2 separate regions of the Rattus norvegicus genome follow, and region 1 is linked to region 2. Evidence: chromatin contacts called from public Hi-C data. All regions are on one chromosome and are shown on one strand. Each heading gives the region's core, a stretch centred on a gene start, on an enhancer-like site or on the middle of the called end of the contact. The rest is flanking DNA. Distances are from core to core; before and after follow the strand shown.

Region 1 (5,341 bases), core at 2,162-4,661, 140 kb before region 2:
GAAAAAACAAAAGTACTCTGCCTCCCTTCTATACCCCCCATCTCGCTGGGCCAGAGTAGACCACCAACAACCCTGCACAGCAGTCACTTCTGGCTTATGAGCCACCCTCCCTCAGCCTCCAAAGACTGGCTTATCTTCCGACTCCATACAGATGGGCGGCTCTCTTTCAGATACCACCCTCAGGCACACCCAGGAGCCTCAGTGCAGGGTGTAGGAGCTTCCTTAACAATGTCCCCTTTCCAGAACACAGCAGAATCCCAAGAACAACAAATAGGCACTTGGAAACTCCTTCTCCTCCGAACAGGACACTTGGCAAGCCCATCTGGAGACCAGCTCTTCCCTCATTTAGTGGCATCTGCACACTCCCCCACCCCCACTCCTGAGATCAGACAGGGTGCATCCCGGGAGGTATGGTCATAGTCTACTGCTTAAATAACTGGCCCACCGTAGCCCTGATGGCTCATACAATGACTGTGAAGTCTGCTGCGTCAGATTACCAGGAACCAAACTGTCATCTACAGTGTCCATCTCAGGGAAGAGAACACCTTTACTTCTATCAATCACATCTGGAGTGAGTGTTAAGACCACCGGGACTAAGTAAGTGCTGAGGGGTGAATACTGGACCTGACGACAGCCTAGGGTACCAGCAGGGGCTCTCAGAAGACAGCAGGCAAACCCAGGCAGTGTGTATTTCAACACATCTGCTGTACTGGCAGCCAATGCCCCATCCCCAGAGATGCCTGGTTCTTCCACTAATGAACACTCCCAAAACTGCACCTCAGCCTCACCTGAGCCTTTACAGCATCGGGGAGTTCAACCTCCTCACACACCAGGTTCCTCTCTTCCTGAGACATCTCTCCTTTGCCTGGAAACCAGTCCCAGAGCCTCTGTTTCCAGCGCCACACTGTGTTTCCATTCCCTCCTGCCAGTCACCCTTCAGGCCCTGGGCTTGCCATCTAGTCAGAACCTCCTGTAGTAAGGCTCCTGGAGACTCAGTCTAGGCCCCACCTTCTGCCCTGTCCTTAACTTACTTCAACTCTTAGGTATATTTGATATCAGTGACTACCTCTCTAAGTACTGGTTTCTTCCACTAGCACCCCACCCTACCACCCCACCCCAACTGGCTACAGGTCTCTGTTCCCTCTGCCTGCTCCTCAGAACTGCTGCATCTCAAGTCTCATCAGTCTGCAGCCCTCTCAGAGCAGCCTCACCCATGACCAGACTTCACAACGTTCCATTCTATCCTCCCTCCTATCCACTCTGCCACCCCGTGTCCCCTCCTGCCCATGGCGATCTCAAAGTCAACAGTCCAGACTGGAAACTTGGGCAACAACCCTCCACACCTACTTCTTCCCCAGCCCCAGGAGACTCGCTCTGCCTGCTGCTTCCTGACCTCTCCTGATGATGCCCTCAGTCTGCCCTATTTGCCCCTTCAGCCCCAACAGCAGGAAGACACTCTAAAGACGGAATCTGTTCGGGAACGAGCAGGGGTTACAAACGTGGTGGTGTGCGAGGAGAAATCAGACATATCGGTGAGTCCTCCTCCCTGGCCAGCCCCAGCGATGGACCCATCCTCTCATCTCTCTGGCCACTGCTCACTCTCTTCCTCCAGTGAACTATCCTGTCACATCCCTCCGCCAGCTCCAGTTTCTATCCTTCCATCCACACCGAACCGCTCCAGACAAACCCAAACTGCCCTTGCTCAGATGCCCCACAGGCACCTGAGTGACATTTACAAACGTGCTTATCTCTCTCTCCCTCACTTCAACCTGCTCCTCAGCAAGCCCCTCCCAAGGGAACGCCCATTCTGGGCTGGGCCTCTACAAACTTGCTCATTCTGCTTCTTCACCTCCTTCAGCAGCCCTGGTTCAAAGGTCCACAGTTTCCTTCCCTACTGACTGATACAACCTTTTTACCTCAATCTTTGACCCCTCCAATCTACTTCCTACCCTACAGCCAGGTCATCTTTAAAAACTGCAAACTGGAGCCTCAATTCCAATGAGACGGCCCAAAACAAACAAACAAAAAACCAGGTAAGTTTAACAGCCTTGTGACCTTTGTATGCTTACAGCGCATCCTTTGAGAGTGGATTTTGTGGGTCTGTTGTACTTGTTTTGAGACAGTCTCATGCTCACACAGCCTGCCTCTTCATGAGCCACCGTGCTGGCCCTGGGCTTAGTTTTCTTATAATGATGGAAAAGAAGGTGCTTTCCTGAAAGCCTACACCTCTGACTTCAAGACAGATTTGATTTATTTTAGTAGCTCAACCTTACTCGTAGCTTAAAAAAAGTTGAATATTCCAATTTTTTTAAAGTGTGAGAACAGATTAAAACAATCAGAAAGGGCTGGAGAACAGTCAAACGTGAACAGTATTCTTCCAGAGGGACCATAAGGTTCCCAGCATCCATACGGAAAGGGGAGTTCACAAGCACCGCTAACTCCAACTCCAGGAGATACCAACGCCCTCTTTTGGCCTTCTTGGGCATCTGCACTCTTGTGCACCTACCCCCACACACAACATAAATAAGAGTAAAAACCAAAAGCACAGTGAATAACTAGGACTACGCCAAACACGATGCCAAATAGTTCCACAATTTCTACCACCCCGCAGCAAAACGAAAAACAACAAAATCTCTACGTCCGACACACATCAGAAGGGGGAAGATGGCCAACCAGAGAAAAGGTATGCAGTTTTGAAAGACATGGTCCTGGAGCCACAGAGCCAGACATAGGGGCGCACACTCCTTTAGTATTAGCAGTCTGGAGTTCGAAGCTAGCCTGGTTTAAACAGCGAGTTCCAGCATGAGCCACACAGTTAGACCCCACTCAAAAAATCAAGAATTGTTACAAAAGGCATCCCCCAAAGCTGCGCGTCCACGCCCCACTGAAGCGCATCCTGGCCCAGGCCCACCCTGAACAGCCCCACCTCCGTCTATGATTGGCTGTGAAAGACTCCGCCCCACCCCGCCCCCGTCTCCACCAATGGCAGCCCGGCAGCGCAGCCAACCCGACGGAAGGGGCGTGACCTTGGCGAACCTGGAAAGCTGAAGCAGCCACCTGCAGGGAAGCGGGCAGTCGAAGGGAGGCCCGAGGTGCCCGGAGGCGCTTTTATCAGTTACCGTTAGAGAGTTTTAGAAGTAGAACGTTCTAGAAGCACTGTCCTGCCCCACAATGCCCGTGTTCCCACGAGCTCACCATGAGCGTCTCCACTGTGTCCTCTACATCCTGCGACGGCAGCAGCGCCGAGCGCGCCTTCTCGATCACGGGGGACGCGAGCCCGGCCCGGGCGACTGAGAGGCTCCGAGGCTCCGCGCTCACGCCCATCCCTCCCCACCCTGCCGCCCGGCCGCCCGGCCGCCCGGCCTCGGGTCTCAGTACCCGAGACAAGCCGCCCTATATTTCCGGGGGAGGGGAAAGGAGGAGAAACCAGTCAAAAAGGTGAGATCCCGCTTCCGGTGACGTATACATCCGGCGACGAAATCTCATCGCCACCTGGTGGCTCCACCCAGAACTACAGGGTCCGGGGTTCATATTTGCGGAGTTAGAAAGACTTGTCTCCTGCTCGTCGCTTTTCTTTTGGTAGCTAAAGCTCTTTTAGAGATGGGTGTCTGGCTGAGTTTTCATTGTATTTAATTTATACTTAAGACCTGAAGCATGGTGGAATGCCTTCTTTTTAGACACGAATTTTTAAAAATACCATTCACATTTCTCCTTTTTTTGTTTTATTTTTGCTTTTCAAGACAGGGTTTCTCTGTGTAGCCCTGGCTACCCTGGAGCTAACTAACTGTGTATCTGTTTATAGACCAGGCTGACCTTGAAGTCATAGAACTCCACCTGCCTCTTTAATCCCAAGTGCTGGGGTTAAAGGCATGTGCACCATGCCTGGCTTTTATTTTTACTTATATGTGTGGGTATGTACGTATGAGTGTAGTACTTGCAGAGGCCAAGAGCTCATAGGCAGTTGTGAACGGCCCTACCTGGGCGCTGGAAACCAACCTCAGGTCCTCCGCAAAACAGCAAGTGCTTTTCCAACCGCTGGCTCTCTAGCCTCGTCTTTATGCTTTTTGTTCGTTTGTTTTGTTTTGATTTTCGAGGCAAGGTTTCTCTGTGTAGCCCTGGCTATCCTGGAACTCGCTCTATATGCTCACTGGAGCATGGTCAAACTCCTGGTAGCCACGCCCCAAGGGCCACCCGCCACGTCCCCCAGAAGCCATCAGCTGTAGAGAGATACACTTTGACATCCGCATCACTTTTTTACTTCTTGATGACTTCCTCTCTAGGCTGTCACTTTTGGGGAGTGGGGTCACAGAAGGCTTTTTTATTCTGCCTTCTCAACTGTGCTTGGACTCATCTTGGATATTCTGCTGTCTCCCAGAATCATGGAGGTCCCGAGGCTATAAGGAGGCAGTGTTAGAATCCAGCTGCTGCTGAGGCCACAGGGAACAGGGGCTCCCACAGAGACACTCCGAGTCCTAGCTAAAGGACTTCTGGGTGCCAGGATCTTCCATCGGGGGAAGTGAGTCTCCATCAAAGGGATATCGATGGCCAGGCATCCTGCCTCCGACCTTTGCTTCCTACCTGGAAATCAGAGAGCCTTGCCACAGCTTGTCCTGTTGACCTGGCTAGTTTAATGTCAGCTCGACACAAGCTAGAGTCATGTGGAATCACAGTTCAGAAATGTGGCGTTAGTTAGATGACAGCTTCAGCGTCCTTTCTCCCTGTAAGAACCTGGTCAGCAAGCACCTCCGATTCCTGGAGCGCCCCCCCCCCATGTTAATAAGGCATCTCAGTACCTTAGCCTTCAACTGATGACCTTTGCTCACTCTGTGCTGGGACCAGACCCATAGGGTCAGGTACTGAGGTGGGCAGCATAGGATGACCAAAGGCTGATGACCCCTGGCCTTTAATTCTCTCTTACTGTTCTGGGGGCCAGAAGCTGATGACTCCTGGCAATTAGCTCCTACTAATAGCAGCAGGGGATTAAGAACAGACACTTAGTTACTTGGGATCTTTACTCCTTAACTCTTCATGAGCCAGAGACAAAGAAAAAAGACAAAGTCATGAGCACACACGCACGCACGCACGCACGCACGCACGCACGCACACGCACACACACGCACACACATCCACACTCGACTGGGCCTGACCACCTGTTTCACCAATTTCACAAGTGAACATGCATACTTATCTACATACACATATACCTACATACATATGTATGTACATACATACACATTGTACATACATGTAGACAGGCATATACACACACATATATATATACACATTTGGTGAATGGAGCAGAGCCCAACAGCCACACTTTTTTTCTCTCAGCATTTTGTAC
Region 2 (5,993 bases), core at 1,484-3,983:
AATGGTGGTGAGCATCAGGAACCCAAAGTGCATTAGGGACCCCCACAAGCATCTTTAGCTTTTTGAAGGGTTAACTGTGTACCCATTCTTTACTCAGAAGCTGGTTTACTCAAAACCCTCTCAAATAAAGCCCTTCTAGGGCTGTGGAGATGGCTCAGTGGTTAAGAGTATCGACTGCTCTTCCAGAGGTCCTAAATTCAAATCCCAGCAACCACATGGTGGCTCACAACCATCTGTAATGGGATCTGATGTTTTCTTCTAGTGTGTCTGCAGTGTACTCATATAAATAAAAATAAATAAATCGTAAAAAAATAAAGCCACTCTAACCAATGATTCTACCTCACAGAAGCTAATCCTTGCATATGGCTCAAGCCCACCGACTTCCTGGCTATGCCTGATCCTCATAAACATGGCCCTTGGGCCCTTCTTTGGCCCGTGGGTCCTGGTTCCAGCCCCCTGATTCCGGCCCCCTCCGGCTCTACCTCCCCTTCCCCCCTCCCACCCCCGCTCACCCCTCCCTTATTCTCCCGTGCCAGTGATCTTTGCCTTGTTGTACTGCAAGCAGCGGCGCAGCAGCTCCAAGGCCAGGTCGAATTTGCCGCCTTGGCAGTAGATGTCTGCCAACAGAAGCCAGCTCTTTTCCAGGTCTTCGGCCTCGTCCAGCATCCATGGGACTTTGGCCAGGCGCTTCAGCTGCGTTCGGGCCTTGGGGACTTGCTTCAGGAGGACGTAGGCCTGCGCCATGGCCAGCAGTGCAGGGATGTTGTCCTTCTGCACACCCGTGGGGAGCAGACATTGGGGCACTTTGGCAGTCACCTCCATCTTGACCCCTGCCCACCGAAACCAGTCCCTAGCCCTCGCACCTCAGCCTGGGCCATCTCGATGAAGGCCCCCAGAGCCACCTCTATGTTCGCCTTCTCCCTGGTGGCTAGCAGGCAGAGGCTCTGCAGCAGCCGCAGCTGGGTCTGCCCGGACTCCGAGTGTGGGTAAAATTCCCGAAGTAGCTTCTCTGCAGTGCGCACCCCGTGCTGCTGAGACTCTTTCCTACTGGCAGAGCTGTGGGCACAGGACTCATGCTGACAGCCTGCTTGTGGGTCACTCACCTGGCCTCCGCCCAGAAACTGAAGCCTCATCCCGCCTCTTCGCCCCGCCCCCCGCCCCGCCCCCTCATCCCGCCTCCTAGTCCTCTTACTTGCTGTCACCCACCAGACTCTCAAAAGCCTCTCCACCGACAATCTCGTTGTCAGGGTTCAGACAGATCTGTACCATGTAACAGGTGGCAAGCTGGCCCCAAGTGCTGTCCTTTCGGGCTTTGTTCAGAAACCTCAAGGCTTCATTGGGCTGTCCAATGTGCCTGCAGTGAGTGAAAGAAATGCCAAGAGCCCTGAGCTGGTGAACCGTGAGGCCAGGGGGCATGGCATGGCCACCAGGTCTGAGGACTTCTGGTCCTGGAGGCTGCTCTGTCTCTCTTCTACTGAGCATAAAACACTAGCTACCTGCTATGTGTGGGGGTGTCTCTCTCTTTTTTTTTTTTTTTCTTTTTTCGGAGCTGGGGACCGAACCCAGGACCTTGCACTTGCTAGGCAAGCGCTCTACCACTGAGCTAAATCCCCAACCCCCATGTGGGGGTGTCTCTTATTCCACCACTGACCCTCTGTCTCCTCCAGCCTAACTCACCAGCAGTAAATGCCTTGGCAGTAGTTAAACCCTGGTTCCAAAGGCACCCGGCTAGACACCTTCTTGGCCAGTTCAAAGAAAGCAGGGGCCTCTTCAAGCTTGCCGCTCCGTCGTAGCAGGTCGATCAGTTTATTCAGTACCAAAAAATTGTCTGAAAGGAAAGGGCAGAAATCTGCAGCATGTGGTGGCCAATAACTGCATCAGGCTGGTGTGACGGGGTCTGATGGGGGAGGGGTGCTGGACCTTGAGGAGGGACTAGGAGACACTACTTGTTTAGGCCGAGCATAGATGAGTCTGTATGCAAGCATGAGTAAATTATATAGTGCTTGAAATAGCTACAGTAGGGGCCTGGGAGATGCTTCCGTCAGCAAAGCACTTGCCGGACAAACATGAGGACTTGAGTTCAAATTCCCAGTGCCCATCTAAAAAGCAAGGTGTGGGCTGTGAGCGTCTCTGAACCTCAGGCTCTGGAGGTCACAGGCAGGAGGATGTCTGAGGCTTGCTGGCTCCAGGCCAAGTACAAGTTCAGCTAGAGATCTTGTTCCAAGGGAAGGAGGATAAAGGTGGTAGGGCAGGATCACCCACTGCTGTCCCCTGACCTCTAGCCACTCTGTGTGTGTGTGTGTGTGTGTGTGTGTGTGTGTGTGTGTGTGTGTGCTGTAGCTTAGCTATAGGTAAATAATCTTTCTGTCCCCATTTGACAGACGAGGACAAAGAACATGGAGGAATGAAGTAGTTTTTCAAAGGTCACACAGCTAAGTGACATGAGGGTTCAGACCCAGGTACCTTGACTCTAAGGCTATATACCTAACAACAGTTGCTGGGCCCGTGGTGACTACCATGGAATGGCTAGGCCCATGGCTTGGTTTTCAGGTTTGACCGCTGGAGCAGCGATTTCATTTGGTAGCAAGTAGGGGTGCAGCTACAACCAAGAAAGAACATCTAGTGTCTTTCTTTCTGTTTTTTTTTTTTTTTGCCCCACCCCACCCCAGTCCAGTGCCTTCCAAGTGGGTGTGACGGTAGAGGAGACAGTTCACTCCCAGTGGCTGCAGTGATATGGGGACAGATGGGCTGTCCTGGCTCCAGTGCCAAGTGCCTGGGTCCAGGAACTGGCCCCTTTGACTCAGGAAGGGCTGCCACGTTCTGGGTCTTTATCTGTTTCCTGCCTCTCTGGGAACAATTGGGAAGAAAGGAGCTTCCTCTGAGCATGCAGGAAGGAGGGGAGAAGGCCCACCCTTCTCTGGGGTAGCCGGTGCGGGCTGGGTGGGGAAGCAGCGTGCTGGGCGGAGTTACCTGGAGCTTTCTCCAGCACTTGGCGGTAGAGATTGATGGCGGTTTCATAGTTTTGTTTTCTAAACATCAGGTCAGCCAGCACCTATCAGAAGACACACAAGCTGTGTATTACTGACAGCGGCCTGCATGAGGGCTGGCAGAGAGGAAAGGCAGAAAAGACTCTCCCCGAAGATAGCCTCCCTGGTCCAGAGAGCCTGTGGGATCCCAGGACACCCTACTGGAAGGTGGAAATCGGTGGAAATCGCAGGCTTTCCAGAGCCTGGGGTGGCCCTGGAGAAGGTGTGAGTAACAGACAAGCTAGAAGGCCTGACACCAGGGAGGGTTATTTCACAGGCTTCCAGTCACCTGACCTTCACCTTCGCCCCATAGTAGGTGTGGTCCCCCCCCCCCCCCGAGTCTGTTCAACCACGCCCCCCCCAGCCTGGTGCAGAGGTTGCTGCTGCCCTCTGCTGGCCTGCTCATCCCTCCCTTATAAAGGGCAGAGCAGGAAACTGGGGCTAGGTCCCAAAGCCAGTGAAGGCATCCGAGGGTCGGCAATTAGGAAGCAGCCCACAGGGCCCCCGGGGCGGTGTGCAGCATGGTATCTCCTACCACGGCAGCTCTCTCGTGGGTCTGCTCCATCTCTAAGAGGGGGGCACAGTGCTGTTCACACAAGTCCAGCTGCCCCTGAAGCAGGTAGAGCTGCGCCAGCTCCAGCACCACCTAGGACAAGACCAGACAGAGCTAACAAGCCTGCATCACAGGCCCGGGAAAACCTGCACTCACCTTAGCTCTGACCTCCCTCCCAGCCGGCCTATCAGCTGGCTTCTAAAGCAGGCCCCTTGCCACAGGCAGAGGATGGCTCTTGTCCTCCGATCCCACCAGGTTTCCCTGCCGTTCGGTTTTAGCAGTGGGAGTGAGATGGGGCCTGGCTAACCCACTAATCTTATCCGTTGGCCTCTGCTCCTTCCTCTGGGGATTCCTCTGTGCCCTGGGGACTCTGGGACAAAGGGGACTCTGGGACTACCCACATGCTTCACTTTCCTCTTGCCTGAGGGTAATATGTAGGCAAGACTCACGCCCTGGCCTATTGTCTCCAGCCTACAGCAGTCCCTGGCATAAACCAGCCCAGGGTCTGTCAAAGGATGAACAGCTATTTGTTCTCACACAATACATGTCATAAGTATATTTAGGTATATTTTTGAGACAGGCTGGCCTCCACCTCCCAAGTGCAGAGATGAAAGGTTTGATGTGGTGCTGGAGACTGAACCCAGGGCTTTGTGCATGCTAAGCAATCACTCTTCCATTGCTGGGCTCTTCCCTGAACTTAGCGAACTGGTTCATCATCTGGAACCACGCCCCTCCGGCATCTCAGCTGGCTTTAAACTCAGCCGCACGCAGCCTGGCAGTCACAGCTCTTACCATGTCCCTCAGTCCAGTGGCAGGAACCCGCAATGGCCCGGTGACAAAGACAGGGCGAATGTGGCTTTCAGAGCTATCTTTCCCTTTCTTGCATCCATAAATGGTCTATAAAGATGGTCATCCTAGCCTTCCTCTAAGAACTGTAGTAGGTGAGGGCCCGGAGTCAACCGGAGCCACTTCCCACCCCGGAGGCCTCCCTCCCCCTTTACACCTGCAGCTCCTCAGAGAAGAGAGGCCTCACTCAGCAAGGAGCCCCCAGATCCTGCCTCTGCCTTCCAAGGGCTGAGGTGCTACCATCTTACTTGGTTTGTAAGCTACTGGGGACCGAACTTTGTGCGTGCTAGGCAAATACTTTATCAACTGAGCCACATTCCCCAGGTCCCAGGGTGTTACTCCACACCTTACTGTCTGTAGGTGAGTAGGCCAGGGCGTCCTTATAGGATTTCATAGCGCTGTCGTAATCTTTGTCCGCGAGATGATGCTCTCCAATCTGGACGCAGATGGAGGCTGCCACCTGGTTCTGGGAGGGGATCATTTCTGGCTGCTCCAGAGGAACCCGTTTCAGTATGCGGGACTGGAGGTCCAAGGCCTTGGGGGAACGGATGAGGTTGGGTTCAGAAACCCTGAACCCATGTGCCAGAGCACAGGATTTCCAGTGTTCCACGGCTGGCAGGGCCAGAAAGGGCACCGCGAGGAACTCACAGCCACGCCCTCTGCTGGTGGTGCTTTATTTTTGAGACAGGGCCTCCCTTTGTAGCCCTCGCTGATATGGAACTTGGTAGACCAGGCTGGCCTCAAACTCACAGAGCTCTATCTGCCTGCTTCTGCCTCTAGAGTGCTGGGATCAAAGGTACGGGTCACCACACCTAGCTCAGACTAGGTCTTTGTTGTTTGAGAAGGGCTGGCCTGGAAACCGTTATATAATCAAGGATGGCTTTGAACCTCTGATCCCGAGTGCCACCAGGCCTGGTTTATGTGGTACTGGAGACAGAACCGAGGGCTTTGTGTGTGTGTGTGTCTGTGGGCTGTGCTTTGATGGGTACCTTTGCTCTGTTCCACCCTCCTTTCTAGAAGTGGAGGCACTTCTCACACATCTAACGCGTGAGTGGATGAGGTGAGGAGCATGGAAGACAGGCAGGTTTCAGAAGGCGTACGGACTAGCACTGGGCTCCTCAATGGCAGAGAGAGGAGTGGGGACTGGGGCAGTAAATAAGAGAAGTCACCTCAAGTGGTGGCACTGGCAGTGCCTCCTTCTAGAACCACACACAGTGCAATGCATCCTGGGAACAAGTGGGAGCCTGCACTTGTGGGTGGAGAGGCAAGGCAGGAATGGGAATGGCCAGGGGTGCCTGGATCAGGGATGGCTCGGTATGGAGAGAAGATGGTTGGTCCAGGCAGATGTCAGATCTCAGCTTCACCTCCCTTGACTTAAGGTGAACCCATTATAAGGGGGATACAAGCAAAGGACACACTGGGCTCCCTTCCTGTGCTGGCACACTCCTTTAACCCTTGCACTTGGGAGGCAGACGCAGAGGGATCTTTGAGTTCAAGCCCAGCTTAGTCTATTTCAGGGCTTCCCAACCTTCCTGATGCTGCAGGACCCTTTAATGCAGTTCCTCATG

Evidence for each region. Hi-C and Micro-C count contacts between places; a contact is called where the count stands out from the background.
Region 1: a Hi-C map of liver shows a contact between it and region 2, with 5 times the contacts expected there. The contact joins the promoter of Slc25a38 here to the enhancer-like site in region 2. A contact is called at or near these places in 6 of 12 Hi-C or Micro-C datasets (the A7r5 cell line, Schwann cells, frontal cortex and 3 more).

The regions. Positions count from the first base shown.
Region 1 is chr8:128,711,250-128,716,590 of GRCr8, reverse strand. Slc25a38 (solute carrier family 25, member 38) reads right to left here and starts at 3,411. Exons shown (of 7, transcript NM_001030032.2): 1 at 3,196-3,411. The coding sequence starts at 3,324.
Region 2 is chr8:128,572,016-128,578,008 of GRCr8, reverse strand. It overlaps Ttc21a (tetratricopeptide repeat domain 21A), which reads right to left. Exons shown (of 29, transcript XM_003750604.6): 20 at 4,772-4,960; 21 at 3,562-3,672; 22 at 2,971-3,052; 23 at 1,678-1,828; 24 at 1,193-1,354; 25 at 864-1,056; 26 at 547-771. Among named protein-coding and RNA genes, the nearest start is that of Csrnp1, 13 kb to the left of the region's middle. Within about 2 kb of position 2,733, at least 9 of the 93 cell types and tissues checked have an H3K27ac peak or open chromatin away from gene starts, as enhancers often do. A contact at or near this core is called in liver, where this site is marked.